3 separate regions of the Mus musculus genome follow, and regions 1 and 3 are each linked to region 2. A link is a contact called in public ChIA-PET and Hi-C data. All regions are on one chromosome and are shown on one strand. Each heading gives the region's core, a stretch centred on a gene start, on an enhancer-like site or on the middle of the called end of the contact. The rest is flanking DNA. Distances are from core to core; before and after follow the strand shown.

Evidence for each region. Hi-C and Micro-C count contacts between places; a contact is called where the count stands out from the background. ChIA-PET counts read pairs in DNA pulled down with a chosen protein or histone mark.
Region 1: an RNA polymerase II ChIA-PET map of memory CD8 T cells shows a contact between it and region 2, with 87 read pairs. The contact joins two enhancer-like sites. A contact is called at or near these places in 1 of 39 promoter capture datasets (liver), 3 of 484 Hi-C or Micro-C datasets (CD4 T cells, granulocyte-monocyte progenitors and group 2 innate lymphoid cells) and 7 of 115 datasets of contacts at active chromatin or transcription factors (Th17 cells, VIP interneurons, astrocytes and 4 more).
Region 3: a contact with region 2 is called in a Hi-C map of regulatory T cells, with 3 times the contacts expected there. The contact joins two enhancer-like sites. A contact is called at or near these places in 15 of 484 Hi-C or Micro-C datasets (B cells, the C10 cell line, CD4 T cells and 8 more) and 5 of 115 datasets of contacts at active chromatin or transcription factors (memory CD8 T cells, regulatory T cells, regulatory T cell precursor and 1 more).

The regions. Positions count from the first base shown.
Region 1 is chr9:115,389,623-115,393,910 of GRCm38.p6, forward strand. No RefSeq gene overlaps it. Among named protein-coding and RNA genes, the nearest start is that of Mir467h, 9.9 kb to the left of the region's middle. Within about 2 kb of position 1,414, at least 87 of the 459 cell types and tissues checked have an H3K27ac peak or open chromatin away from gene starts, as enhancers often do. A contact at or near this core is called in group 2 innate lymphoid cells, memory CD8 T cells and regulatory T cells, where this site is marked.
Region 2 is chr9:115,610,124-115,614,850 of GRCm38.p6, forward strand. No RefSeq gene overlaps it. Among named protein-coding and RNA genes, the nearest start is that of Gm39448, 46 kb to the right of the region's middle. Within about 2 kb of position 1,623, at least 75 of the 459 cell types and tissues checked have an H3K27ac peak or open chromatin away from gene starts, as enhancers often do. A contact at or near this core is called in CD8 T cells, group 2 innate lymphoid cells, memory CD8 T cells and 3 more, where this site is marked.
Region 3 is chr9:115,479,646-115,484,115 of GRCm38.p6, forward strand. The region is part of intron 2 of Gm39447 (a long non-coding RNA gene); the gene reads left to right. Among named protein-coding and RNA genes, the nearest start is that of Gm39447, 31 kb to the left of the region's middle. Within about 2 kb of position 1,731, at least 9 of the 459 cell types and tissues checked have an H3K27ac peak or open chromatin away from gene starts, as enhancers often do. A contact at or near this core is called in CD8 T cells, regulatory T cells, regulatory T cell precursor and 1 more, where this site is marked.

The DNA of each region.
Region 1 (4,288 bases), core at 164-2,663, 220 kb before region 2:
TCCACAAGCACAAGGCATACGTCAGAGAGAGAGAGAGAGAAAGAGAGAGAGAGAGAGAGAGAGAGAGAGAGAGACAGAGACAGAGAGAGACAGAGACAGAGAAAGACAGAAACAGAACAAGAGACAGAGAGAAAGACAGAGAGAGAGACAGAGAGGAAGACAGAGCCAGAGAGACAGAGCAAGAGACAGAGAGAGACAGAGAGAAAGACAGAGAGAGACAGAGAAAGAGAGAAACGGAGAGAGACAGAGAGAGGCAGAGAGACAGAGAGGGGGATGGGGAGAGAGAAGGGGAGGGAGAGAACTAACTGGGAATGATACCCAGTGTCACACCTCTTCTACCAATACTGTGCCTCTTTTCCAAACAGTTCCTAAAACTATGGACCAAGTATTCAAATATATGAACCTGTGGGGAGCCATTCTCGGTGAAACCACTATAGTATGCATGTATATCTATCTGTTTGTGTGCATGTACACAGGTGTAAGTGCACACGTGTAAACCTGAGCATGCAGGCCAGAGGTCAAGTCCAGTTGTCTCAATTGCTCTTCATCTTATTTTTTATTAGTCTGTTGGTTCTTTCTTCTTCCTCTTCTCCTCTTCCTACCCTTCTCCTTCATCCATCCTTCCTTCCTTCCTTCCTTCCTTCCTTCCTTCCTTCCTTCCTTCCTTCCTTTCTTCCTTCCTTCCTTCCTTCCTTCCACTCTTGCTCTCTCCCTCCTTCCCTCCCTCTCTCCTCCTTCCCTCTCTCTTTTCTTTCCTTTTTTTTTTTTTTTTTTGAGGCCAGGTCTTATTTTCCAAGGTTGTCCTTGAACTTACGATGTGGCCACAGATGTCCTGGAGTACCTAATCCTCTGCCTCACTGTCGGGGGGATGGGATTCTATGTGTGTACACCCACAGTGGGTTCATGAGGTGCTGGTGTTTAAAGCCAGGACTTTGCACATGCTAGGCAAGCACTCTACCCATTGAGCTACATTTGCAAGCTTACCCAACAGCCTCCTTAGAAGAATTTCCAGATGTGAAGTTCCTGACTGTGCCACAGATCCCACTGTCTGCAGTGGATCTGTAGAAAGCAACTCATGGACAGCAGCCTCTAAGAAAAAATGGGCTCCTAACCTCATTTGTCACGAGACAAATGTCTCCAGACACTTTCTTATCTGGGCAGGACCCTACTTTGATTTTATTTTTTGAGCTTAGTGAAAACTTCATTGCTAAGAGCCTGAAGCAGAAGCAGGACAAGAGTTTCACTTGCCCTTTGTCCCTGACTAATGCAGGAGAAAGATGCACTCTCTACAGCCCGCGTCTAGTGGGAAAACAGAAGCTGCTCCCGGCTTGCTGAGGGGCAGCTGCGTCTGGTGGTGGTGGGACTGGAGGAAAGGAAACTAATATCAGATTTCCTGGCATTCGTAACCGCAGAAGCTGCCACCACCTTCATGTGGGAGAAAACACAGAGGCAGGGGCGCTCTTCAAGGTTCATGGTGTGTAACTGGAGCCCAAGCCAGGCTGGCAGATTGGCAGAGGGCCAGCAGCAGCCTCCACTTGGCCCGGCTCTTGCTGCCTCTGCCTCCGCCATCACTGACAGAGGTTACAGAGATCTCGAGACAGACCGAATCTACAGAGAAAGGCCTGCTTCCCTCCTCCCACTCCTCCCACCTTCACAAGTCTTGGGAGAGCAGCCACGGGTCAGCAAGGCCAGGCAGAAGGCAAGTCAGAAATGTAGTTTTCAGGCTGGTGGTAGAGGACAAGGACACCAGCTGAGAGGAAACTGCCTGCCACTTCATGCCCAGCCTTCTATTCGCTTCTGATGGTAAAAATCAAAAGACTCCCAAGACTTCAGAGTCAGTGGAAGATAAGATAGATGTAGTGGGGTAGGTGCACAGGGGAAAGCTCAGAGCCAGAGGGACAATGAAGGGGGCTTGGAAAAGAACTTTCTCTGGACTACAGAGAATCATTTCAAGGGCATCTGGGAAATCCCCTTCCAGGGCTTGGTGTTATTTATTGCACTTCACAGCAAGGAAGAAATTAAAGGGCCTCTCCTTCCTTTCCCTCCGTGAGGACACTGATAGATCTGCGCTGCTCTGGGGCTCATGGAAATGGACGACGTTCCAGGTGCAGGAGTGACAATTTCCAAGGCAAGCAGGTCGGAGCTGGCAAGGTGCAGACCTTGTGGGTTTATTCCTGCTTGGTTGCAAAACGCTGCGATCTCCTGGGACAGCCCCAGAGACCTGGGTATTTGTTGCTTAAGAGGCAAAGACACAGTTGGTTAATCCCATCTGCTTTGAAGAAACAGGGGAAGGTGGTCCCAGGCTCTGTGTAAGCTGTGTCGTGCTTGGGCTTCTCCCCAGGCTGATGCTTGTTCAGGGGATTTCAAGCTCTGTTGTAAGCAAGATGATTGAACACCCTACTTTATTACTCTTCTTTCCTTCTCTGTGTGTCCATGTGCCTATGTGTGCACATGTGGAAGCCAGAGGGTGATATCGGAAAGTCTTCCTCTACATAGAAAATATCTCTGAGATAGTTACTACTGCAGCCAGCTAGTGAACCACTGGCATCCCCCTGTCTCCCAACAGCTCCCTGACAAGGAGCTCGCAGCCACGCCCCCCTCCTCAGCTTCTCTGTGGGTGCCAGGGATCTGAACTCAGGTGCTCATGCTAATGCAGCAGCAAGCACTTTACCCACTGAGCTGTCTCCCTGGCTCCCAAACCCCACTGTATTTCTTTGCATTGCTGTTTTAACATTGCCGTAAATGTGGACACTTGAAAACATGAATCCATCATCTACTGTTCCCCAAAACTACCAATGCCAACACCCCTGCATGGGACACACACACACACACACACACACACACACACACACACACACACACACACACACAATCAAATTGACACAAGCTATCCAGAAGAATGAAACATCAACGAAGAAAACGCCCTCACTGTAGGCAAAACTATAGAGCATTTCTTAGTTAATGATTGATGTGGGAAGACCCAGTGTACAGGGAATAGACATCTCTGGGTTTTATAAAACAGCAGACTGAGGAAACCATAAGAACAAACCAATGCACAGCAGTCCTCCATGGCTTCTGCGTCAGCTCCTGCCTCCAGGTTCCTGCCTGACTTCCTCAGTGATGAACTGGGACCTGAAAGCATAAAGCAAAATAATCCTTCTCATGCCCAAGTGGGTTTTGGTCAGCACTTTATCACAGCAACAGAAGCAAGCTAGACCACATCCCACTCACTCCCAGAGCTTGCCAGTGTCCCTCCACCCTGCGAAGGTCTGTGGCGAGACTCTGGGAGAGAGAGGTTTGATAAATGCAAAGGTTCTTCTCACGGAAGCTCAGACCTACTGAGATCTCCTGTCTTAGAGGCCTCCTTGACATGAAAATGCCACTCCCAGGTCTGTTTTTGTGTTTGGGGAGTGAGCAGGGCTCAGGTCGTAGCAATGTAATCAAACCCCGACAGGGCAATTGTAAGTCTGAGCTCAGGCTTGTACTTCCAATGCAGTCTGTTTCAGACCATATCTTAAATGTGGCTAATATGATTGACAATGCAATATGTAAAAACTGAAGTATAGTTTACACATCACGTATACTATATATGTGCTAAACTGTATCCAGTATCCCTCACACTTTATTCTGAGTGCTAATTTCATATATATATATAAAAATTTATATAGCTGTTTGCTCGTGTTGGGACCCAAAAGGCAGTGCTGGGCTCTATTGATGACTCAGTGCTTACCATGCAAGTATGGGGACCTGAGTTTGAGCCCCCAAATCTGTGGAAATAAACATGGTGATGCATGCTAGTTATCCCAGCGCTAGGAGATAAAGACAGGCAGAGCTCTGGGGGTGCAGCATGCAGGACAGGCAGCCTGCCGGACTTGGAGAGCCCCAGGCAGAAGGAAACTCTTGTTTCCAAAAACATAGTGATTGGTGTGTGGAGACTGACTCCCAAGCTTGCCCTCTGGTTTTCACAGACAGGTCTACATGTGCCTCACCACACATCACCCATACCTGTACACACATGTGTGCACACACTACACACACACACACACACACACACACACACACACACACACACATACACTCTCTCTCTTTCTCTCTCTCTCTCTCTCTCTCTCTCTCTCTCTCTCACAAAGTTAGACAGATTTAAAACAGGAAATTCAGTGTTCTCACCTGCTCTTCACGTGGCTGGTTTAATCTGATATCTATGCCATTCTCTCTTTGGTTGGGTCAGCGATGAGTCAATGTCTCATGTAAACTAAGAGTGCCAATTTTGAGGTACATCGTGATTTTA
Region 2 (4,727 bases), core at 373-2,872:
AAGATGCCTGCAGTGTCTGCTGCATGCTTCCCCCATCCTGAAGTCCTCGGTGCCTTTGTTGCTGTGATGGAACGTGCTCTCTCCTGTGAGCCAAAGCAGATTTTTCCTGTGGTTACAACAATGAGATCAGAAACGGCAACAGGACACAGACTCTACCAGCCGCTCCCCAGTCTGGTCCTTCAATCCTTCCAGGTGTTTACGAGAAACCATTTTATTTTCGTACCAGCATTTCCTTTCTATTACATGTCTTCAGTTGTAAGTGTGCACACATGTGAGCACATGCATGTGGGTGCCTATCATGGTGAGCATATGGAGGTCAGAGGATAGGTTGCGGGGCTTATGTCTTCCCCTTCTGCCATGTGGGTGCTGGGGATGGAACAAAGGTTGTAGGTTGATGTTGGGATGCTTTGACTTAATCGGGGATCTGTGTGCCTATACACTAAAGGTCCTTGTCCCCAATTGGTTTTTGATCAGTCAATAAAGAGTCAGTAGCCAATGGCTGGGCAGAAAGGCTAGGAGAGAGGAGGGAGCAGAGGGAGATTTTCCATGTTCAAGAGGGAGACAGAAGGGATGTTGGAGCTTCAGGAGAGAAAGCCAACCAACCGTGTCATATCTCAGATAAGTGGCCACTGGCCGCTTCCTTGATTAGGCCTGAGGTACAAGGCAAGAGGCTAACAAGTGTCCAACCATTGAGCTAGCAAGGCACATTAAAAATAAGCTAATATGTGTTGTCTTTTATCCGAGTATCCAAAGTTTCCCTGGGTGGGTGGCTGGAAGTGCAGCCTGCCCAGGAGCATAAAGCGGGGTAGATAAGACCACAAGCTACAAAAAAAAAAAAAAAAAAGACCACAAGCTACAATAGGTCGTCAGACTTGGAGGCAAGCACTTTTACCTGTTGAGCAATATCATCACCCAGGCAACAGTAAATCTTTACCAGCCCTCTCCCTATTTGCAACCAACCCCCACCCCCTGATTCTCGGCTTTCTGAGGCTCAGGATAACCTTATTTTGTTTTCCTGGTTACCTTCTAGTTCTAGAACATTATATTAATTTTGCATTTGTTATATATATATAAGATTTCTCTTAAATGGATTTAAATAAAAATGCAAGTCAATTAAAAGCAAAATGTTAAGTACATTCAAAGGTGATACTTTTTTTAAAACTGTGTCAATCATTGGAGTTATTCTAGGTTAGTATCAACCATTCTGCTTAGAAGCTAACCTCTAGCCCAACATTCCCTTAGGGACTCTGTGACAGACTGTCCTGGGAAGGAAGACATCATCTTGGTAGGAAGAGCCTCTTCCTCTTGTTCTCGCTCTCTCTGAACTGACAACTTTCATACAGAAACAAGACTGTGAGGAGCAGAATATGAGGGAGGCTGGGCTGTGAGACCAAATCCCACATTTACTGCCTTATTCATCCATGTCACGGCCAAACCCTGGCAAGTTACAAGAAGAGGAGAGGCAGAGGCACACCTATTCAGGAGGTGGTTGAAGGCAGAAGGTACACTGGCCCCTAGAAAGCTTCAAAGAGGCTCCGAGAGCCTTTTATGCTTGGGAGTCAGTGTTTACCTGGGCAGAATCTGGATGTGGTCAATCTCTAAGCAGCCAGTCCTTGAGGCTGTGTTTGGATGCTGTCTTGAGGGAGTAGCCCGTGTCAGTCTCTGCACCTTTTTATGCCAGCATGTGACATTCAAGGGGACAAAAAGTTTTCCATAGTGGCTTTGTTCTTTATGTTATTACATCCGCCATTGACTTCATTGGCTGGCATTTAAAAGAGGAAGCTCTTTAAACTAAGCTGTCACGCTTGTGGTTTTAGAGGTTGGCACAGCAGACAGGTGTGGAAGAAAACTCTGTATGAAGCAGGCAGATGCAATTCTTCTAACAATTTACCCACCTCTAGGAAAAATGTCCTCGTGGACCCAAAGCATCATGGGAGTTTGCCCAGCAAACTCATAGTCTCGCCATGTTTCTGGCCTGTGTGGTAAGCAGCATGGGGGATGTCATTGGAGAGAAGGAGCTTGTAGAACTTTCTGGGTCTACCTCATGTGTTCGCCTTTCTTAATTAGTCACAAGTGTCATCTCATTTCAGTCCTTACTCAAAACTTCTGGTCTAAGCCAGTTTAATGCAGCGCTGTTCTTAATCCTCATTGCCAACAGGGTGGGAGTTAGGATCACCATGGGACATCCTCCATCTTATCTATGAGGGGGTTTCTGGATTGGATTAGTTGAGGCATAAATGCCTACTCTTAACTGTGGGTGGCACTATGTCATACAGTGGCACCCTGAACTGAATTAAAAGGAAAAACTGAGCTGAGCACTGGTGTCCCCATCTCTGTGCTTCCGATTCAATACAATATGACACACTGCCTCACACTCCTGGCTCTATAGCTCACTCACCTCAGACCAGGGGCAGAATAAACCCTTCATTTCTTTAGTTGCCTTTGTCACGGCATCAAGGAAATCCATCTGACTGTTTCCTTACACATGTTTAGCCTAGACAATCCAAAATGGACCCAAGGGCAGGGCAGAAGCTCACAGTAGCACACATATGGGTAATAGTACTGATTCTCACAGTGGACACTTTCCTCAAACTGAAAGGCAGGCTTTGGTGATCTCCATATCTGCCCATCTGCATCTGCTCTAAACACAGATAGGCCACGCCCTTTTCTTTGTTTCTCTGTGTTGCAGGAAGCTGCATTCTCTAGCATCCCTGGTCAACAGCTTTCTGGTTGACTTCAGCCAGAAGTACCAGTGTGAAATTATGGTCAAGAGAGTAAGAACCTTCACTCCCCTTTCTTAATTAGCCAGTTACACCATATTCCCTCTCCCTCCAGGGCAGGTAGTGGCCACGTCCTGCCTCCTGCTTCTTCTCTATGTTCTTTGCTGTGTTCTGTTAACCTCCTATACTCTAACGACTCTGAGGTAACCAATCTTGATAACGAGCTCCCCACCCCCACGCCCTTACAGTGGCCTAGATAGCTGCAGGTTTCCTGGTCAGGCCTGTCTGATATGCCGTGACAGAGGTTAGTAGGTCTCCCCTATAAAAGGGCCATAGGAAAAGTGTTTATATCTAAACACTTAGGCTTCCTTGGCCAGCGGCCAAAATAGAAGAATTTATTGGATGGTATTTAATGAACAAAGACAAAAAGAAATAAATGTCCACAAGTTATTTTAGCCCATGGGCCCTACTAAGATAGGTGTGAATCAGATTTAGTCGGCCAGGAAGACTATAGGACAGCACCGTCTGAGAGACCAGCATCCAAGCGGGAGTGGGTGGTGACTTGAAGGTGCAATACTACAAGACAAGATAGAGTGCTCGTCACTCTCCAGAAATATCAGCCTGGTCATGTGACCATCCTGACTGGAGTGGAGATAGCCTAAGGAGATACTTGTGCCCCTAGTTTTTGTTATCAGGCTGTCGAGGCAATGGACCTAAGGATTCAAGATTTCTGCAGAAGTCTCATATCAGAAGGAAATGTCCAAGATCTGGCGCCAGTTGGAGGACAACTTGTCTCCTAGTATGAGACTGCAAGCAGCTCTGATTTGTTAGAATACCTTGTGGGATAGACTGGGTATGGTGGGCAGGACCAGATCCGGACCAGGTCTGCTTTCTTGCCCTGTATTTAAACATAAATCTCATGTTAGGACCCCACCACCATCAAAGATGGATTCTGGGGTCACTGGACCTCTTTTGTTTCTCTTCTCACTGTGGTCACATCAAGTAGATCCACTTCCTCTGTTTCTTGTCTTCCATTGGTGTCTTGAGGGTGGGTGGCCAAGCCTAGCTCATTAGGGCTTCCAGGGTCCAGCCTCTGACCTGAGTCATTTTAGGAACAACTGTGGTGACACTGAAGTAATCATCCCAAAGCCCTAGGTTGCCCACAGTCAGAAACTGAGCTCTGTGGACACAGTGACCATTTTCTCTTCCTAAATGGGGACCTTGGTGTAATAGAGACAGGCCCAGAGAAAGGAGAGAGGAAGCCAATCAGCTCTTGTTTTGGGGGAGTGGGGAGGCAGGAGGGATGGGGATGAGTGGCAGTTAGCTTGGAGAGATTTGAGGGTTTTGTATATGTATGCTTTGATTTCACACCAGCTGCCAGGCCTCTCCGAGCCATCTGGCCATGGGATGGGTACTGAGCACAGTCAGTGTAAAAGGTGAATGGAGGCTGGCTTTCTTGAGGCACTCATGCTGAGCCAAAAAGGTCGTTGTCATTTGAAATGACTGTTTACAGTCAAAGTTCTTAACTTAAGCTACCCAAAGTGAACTTCAGAATCTAGACTTAGATGGAAAAATGATTACCTTTTATTTATTTTTATTAAGGCTTAGTGCTTCCTTCGCTGATCAATGGAGGCCAGCAACCCACAGCAGAACCAACAGGCATAGCAGTTACTTTAGGTACTTTTACATCATGTGCTATTGTAGAGAGCCTCAGATGCTCACAACTTCTCTAACTCTAACTGATCACTCTTGTCACTAGATCTTGTCAGTTTAGTGCCTAAACTAGATCTACTACTATTACTATATCATCAACTAAAAGTATTCCAGCAACTATTTTTAGTTACTTGTCTATTGTTGTGGCAAAATACCCAACTGAAGCAATTTAATGGAGGAAGGTTTCATGTTGGTTTCTAATTCTGAGGATGCAGTCCATCATGTTGGGGAAGGTACTTTGTTGAGAGCAGGACCATGTTGGTCACATTATATCCAAAGTCAGGAAGCAGAGCA
Region 3 (4,470 bases), core at 481-2,980, 130 kb before region 2:
CGTTGCTGCCACCAGACCACAGGGCCTTCTAATTGACACGTAGCCATGGGATGCCGGGGCACAAGGGCATCGCCAGTGGGAGTGTGTGAGTATTAGAGCCACCTTAAGAGGCCAGACTGGGTTGCTGGCATGGGCATATTTGCTCTTTTAGGAAAGGTGTTCTCTCTCTCTCTCTCTCTCTCTCTCTCTCTCTCTCTCTCTCTCTCTCTCTCTCTCTCTCTCTCTCCTCTGTGTGTGTGTGTGTGTGTGAGAGAGAGAGAGAGAGAGAGAGAGAGAGAGAGAGAGAGAGAGAGAGCACACACATGTGTGTGCATGCATGTATACATGTGTGTTCAGGGATATGTGTATGTATGTATACATGTGGAGTCCAGAGGTCAGGCCTGGAAACATCTATCTTGTTTTTTGAGACAGGTTCTCCCACTAGTACCTAGGACTTATCAGTTCTGGTCTGGCTGGCCAGAGAGCCCTGGCAGTTTCTGTTTCTCCCTCCTCCTCCTCCTCCTCCTCCTCCTCCTCCTCCTCCTCCTCCTCCTCCTCCTCCTCCTCCTCCTCCTCTTTCTCCTCTTCCTCAGTTCTGTGATCACAAAAGAGCTCTCTCTGTGGGCTCTGGGGATCACACTTAGATCCTTAGGCTTCTGCAGCAAGGACTTTACCAATGGGGCCATCTCCCTGGTACTAGCAAAAGGTGCTCTTAGTGATGATCTTAGGTTAGAATTCCATAAGCAGAGGCTACAATTGGGGTACACGGGACCACTGAAGGGAAGGTCTAGTCTTCTGGAAGTGCTTTGAGCTGCTGAGGGAGGCAGGACTGAGAGGGCTGCAGAGCAAGGCTGTCCAGGTTAGCACAGCTCTGGCTGGCCACAGATGATCTCACTGAGTGACCTCACCTTGAGGCTAGGTACTGGGCTCTTCAAGGTTTTAGATCTATTTCATCCTTTATTGTTGATATTCTCCTCTTTGATTGCATACACGTCTAAATATTTCTTTGGGCAAGTAAGTCTTCAGCCAAGTCGTACTACTTCCTGGCAAGATTGCCATGAGCTTCAGCATTTAGAACCCGAGGAACCGTTGGCTTTGGTCATCTTGGTAGAATTAAGAAGTACCCAGGGCGTGAATGGCGCCCCTTTGAGTTGAGTGTGCCTGCTCGGGTGTTTCCAGAGAGGAGTGACTGAAGGGAGAAGACAGACTGAATGTGGACAGCACCACCCGTGGGGCTGTGGTTCTAGACTAAGTGAAAAGGAGAAAGACAGTTGAGGACCAGCAGTCATCTCTGTCCTCCCAGACTCGGTGGGCATAGCCAGCCAAAACCAAGGTCTACTGCAAGGTACCTGTTGGGTGCAAGCATCCTTAAGAGTGCCAACAGGAGTAGATTCTCGAAGTGTACATGGCTTTTCTGTTCCACGTCAGTGGCAAGTGTGTACCGTCTAATTGACAGATGGAAGCCCAGGGCAGTGACAAAGCCAAGAGCGTCAAGTAGGAAGGGTTAGGAAACAGTTGCTCCTGCTGGAACCAGAATCTGTTTGGTTACAAAACCAGCAGGGCCAGTTAATACTGGCTTAAACAAATATGGTCTCATGGTTCCCACGTGGTCCTACTGGAAACAAACCACCATGCCATCCTTAGCATGCTGGCTCCATCCTCAGTACGCCTGTCATGGTCTCCTAACAGCCGCTGCATCTTGGCCTCTTATGTGTCATAGGCAGGAAGAAGGAGAGATAAAAGGAGCTGTACACAAGCAGCTCTCAAAGATGCCTTCAGACATGACTATGCCAGCACGTGCCTGCCCCCATCCGTGGAGAGGCTGGGGAATGCACCCTATGGCTTTTACAGCATCAACAATAGAGACAATAGGGATAAGAGAATAAGGCTGGGGGTTGGGCTGGCTTTCTTGTAGCATGTGCTAGAGAAATTTTAGTTTATCTTTGTGATGTTTTGTTTTGAGACAAGGTCTCACATAGCCCAGGTTGGCCTCTAACTTGCTATGTAGCAGAGGCTTGCCTTGAATTTCTGATCTTCCTGCCTCCATCTGCCAAGTGCTAAGATTACAGATGTGTGTCACCAGATGTGCGCCACCGCACCAGGCTGGAGCCGTTACTTTTCAACGTTATTTTCTGAGCAGGTAGTTTTCAGTGACTAAGGGTAGACTGCATACTATTTTGCATACAGAGAATCAGGGCAAGCTAAGGTTGAAGCTGCTTGCCCTCCAGCAAAGGGAGCAGTCCAGGGAGTTAACATCTATTCAGTATGACAGAAGCCATTAGGAAGAGATGGCATTCCCAGGCAGTTCCATCTAACAGAATGCATAAGATAGAGTTGGCCAATTGAGCAGAGGAAAGGTGGTTGGCTGAGACCACTTTGAAGACGAGACATCCATCTTTTATGTGCTCGTGGGTGATTCCTTCCTTTGAAACTCTGGGGAGTGGGGAGGTGGTTAGGGACGGGGATCTGGAGTGCTTTGTGGAACATTTAGGAGGATCTGTCCAGTGTAGAGGTGGACAGTGATGGTTGAGACAGAGTCATACTCTGTGCACCGAGCAGCAACCACTTCCTGTGGGTGAGTGACCCTAATTCCCACAGCACAGCATGTGCTCATGATAATCACCATCATGGTGTAGAAAAGAATTTGAAGCTGACAAAGTCTAAACCTAACTGTCTAACTAAGGTCTCAAAGCCAGACATGGAGGCATTGGATTTGAGCCCGATGTCTGACTGTGGACTTTTCTCCTAACTGATTATTCATTCCACAAAGACCTTAATGAACTTCTCTCATACGCTGGGCACCGCTCGAGGTGTGGGATGCGCAGTGCTAAAGGAAACATAATTCTCACCCTTGTGAAGCTTCCATCTTATTATAAATAAAGCCATGATGCACATAATAAATAAGCTTAACATAGGAAAACAACTGCTTTGTACATCTGGTAACTGTTTTGTAAACTGACGGTGATCTTGAATTCCTGATCCTCCTGCTTCAACTTTCCCGAGAGTACAGTTGGGAGCCATGATGGCTCTCAGTTCTGGGAAGCCATCACACCTGGCTCTGAATGCTTGGGCTTCTTTTTTTTCTTCTGTTTTTATTTATGTGTGTTTATGTATGTGTATGTGGGGAGGGTACATGTGTAAATGTGTGTGTGTGTGTACGTGTGTTTACATGGTTGATGTCAGACTCATCCTTCTTTATCTTATTCATCAAAGCAGGGTCTGGTCTCTATTGCAGTCAGAGCTCTCTGATGTGGCCAGTCTCCCTCGCCATCTTGCCCTGGGGATGCCCTCGTGCCTCCGGAGGCTGAAATTATAGGAGGATGGCATGCCCACTCGGCATGGGTTCTGGGACTCAGACGTCAGCTCCTCAGGCTTGTGGGCAATATAACCACTGAGCCATCTCCTCGACCCTGCTGGGGACGGTGGTCTTTAAAGCAGTAGTCTGGGAAGACTTTGGGTTCATTGGACGACTTTGATGTCGGGGAGGATCTATTTTCATTTCCGAGGATGAGAACCCAGGCCATGGCTGCGGATAGAGCCTTGGCTTCTGACCTTTTATTATGAAGCTGTACTATATTGTCATTTGATCTTATAACTTCCTGTGATCTATATTGGGCAGCATGGCAGGGCTTGAAATGAGAAAGTAAATCTAGCGAGGAGGGGACTTTTGGTCTAGATGAAGGGATTTAGAGTAATGTCCTTATAGATTTCAAAGCCTTTTTTTTTCTTCTATACTTACATTGTCCCCAGTGGTCCCAGTGCACTATATAAAGGCACAGTGTTTGATGTTGCAAGAGAAAGGGTGTTTTGAATATTTAAGAGCAGGATGTGTCTTATGTCCTTTCCTTTTTAAGTTTATTTTATTTTTTAAAGTGTGTGTGTGTATGTGAGAGAGAGAGAGAGAGAGAGAGAGAGAGAGAGAGAGAGATAGTTTGGGGCACCTAACCAAAGGTAGGGTTTGGTCTCTATCAGAGACCAGAAAAGGACATCAGATCCCATGGAAGCTGGACCTACAGACAGTTGTGAGTGCCCCAGTGTGGGTGCTGGGAGCTGAAGTCTGGTCCTCTGGGAGAGCAGTGTGTGCCTAACCACTGAGCCAACTCTCCAGCCTAAACTTAGATCACACACCCATGGGAGAGATGAGATAGGCTGGGAAATTGGTTCAAAAATGAAAAATTTGTTGTACAGAACACACTGAAAGTTTCTAGAGCAGACCACAAGGAAAAATTGAACGTATGATAAAATTATTCTAAATATGAGTTTCTTCCTGCTTCTTGTTGCTCTGCAGAGCTTAAGACTGTGTTTGCTGTTGATAACAGGGGTATTTCCCATGTGGGTTAGCAGCTCTTAAGTCAGACTCCTCAGCCAGGATTTGGATCTCTCTCTCTCTCTCTCTCTCTCTCTCTCTCTCTCTCTCTCTCTCTCTCTCTCTCTCTCTCTCTCTCTCCCTCTCTCTCGTTTTGATTTAGATATGCTCCTGAGATGATCTGG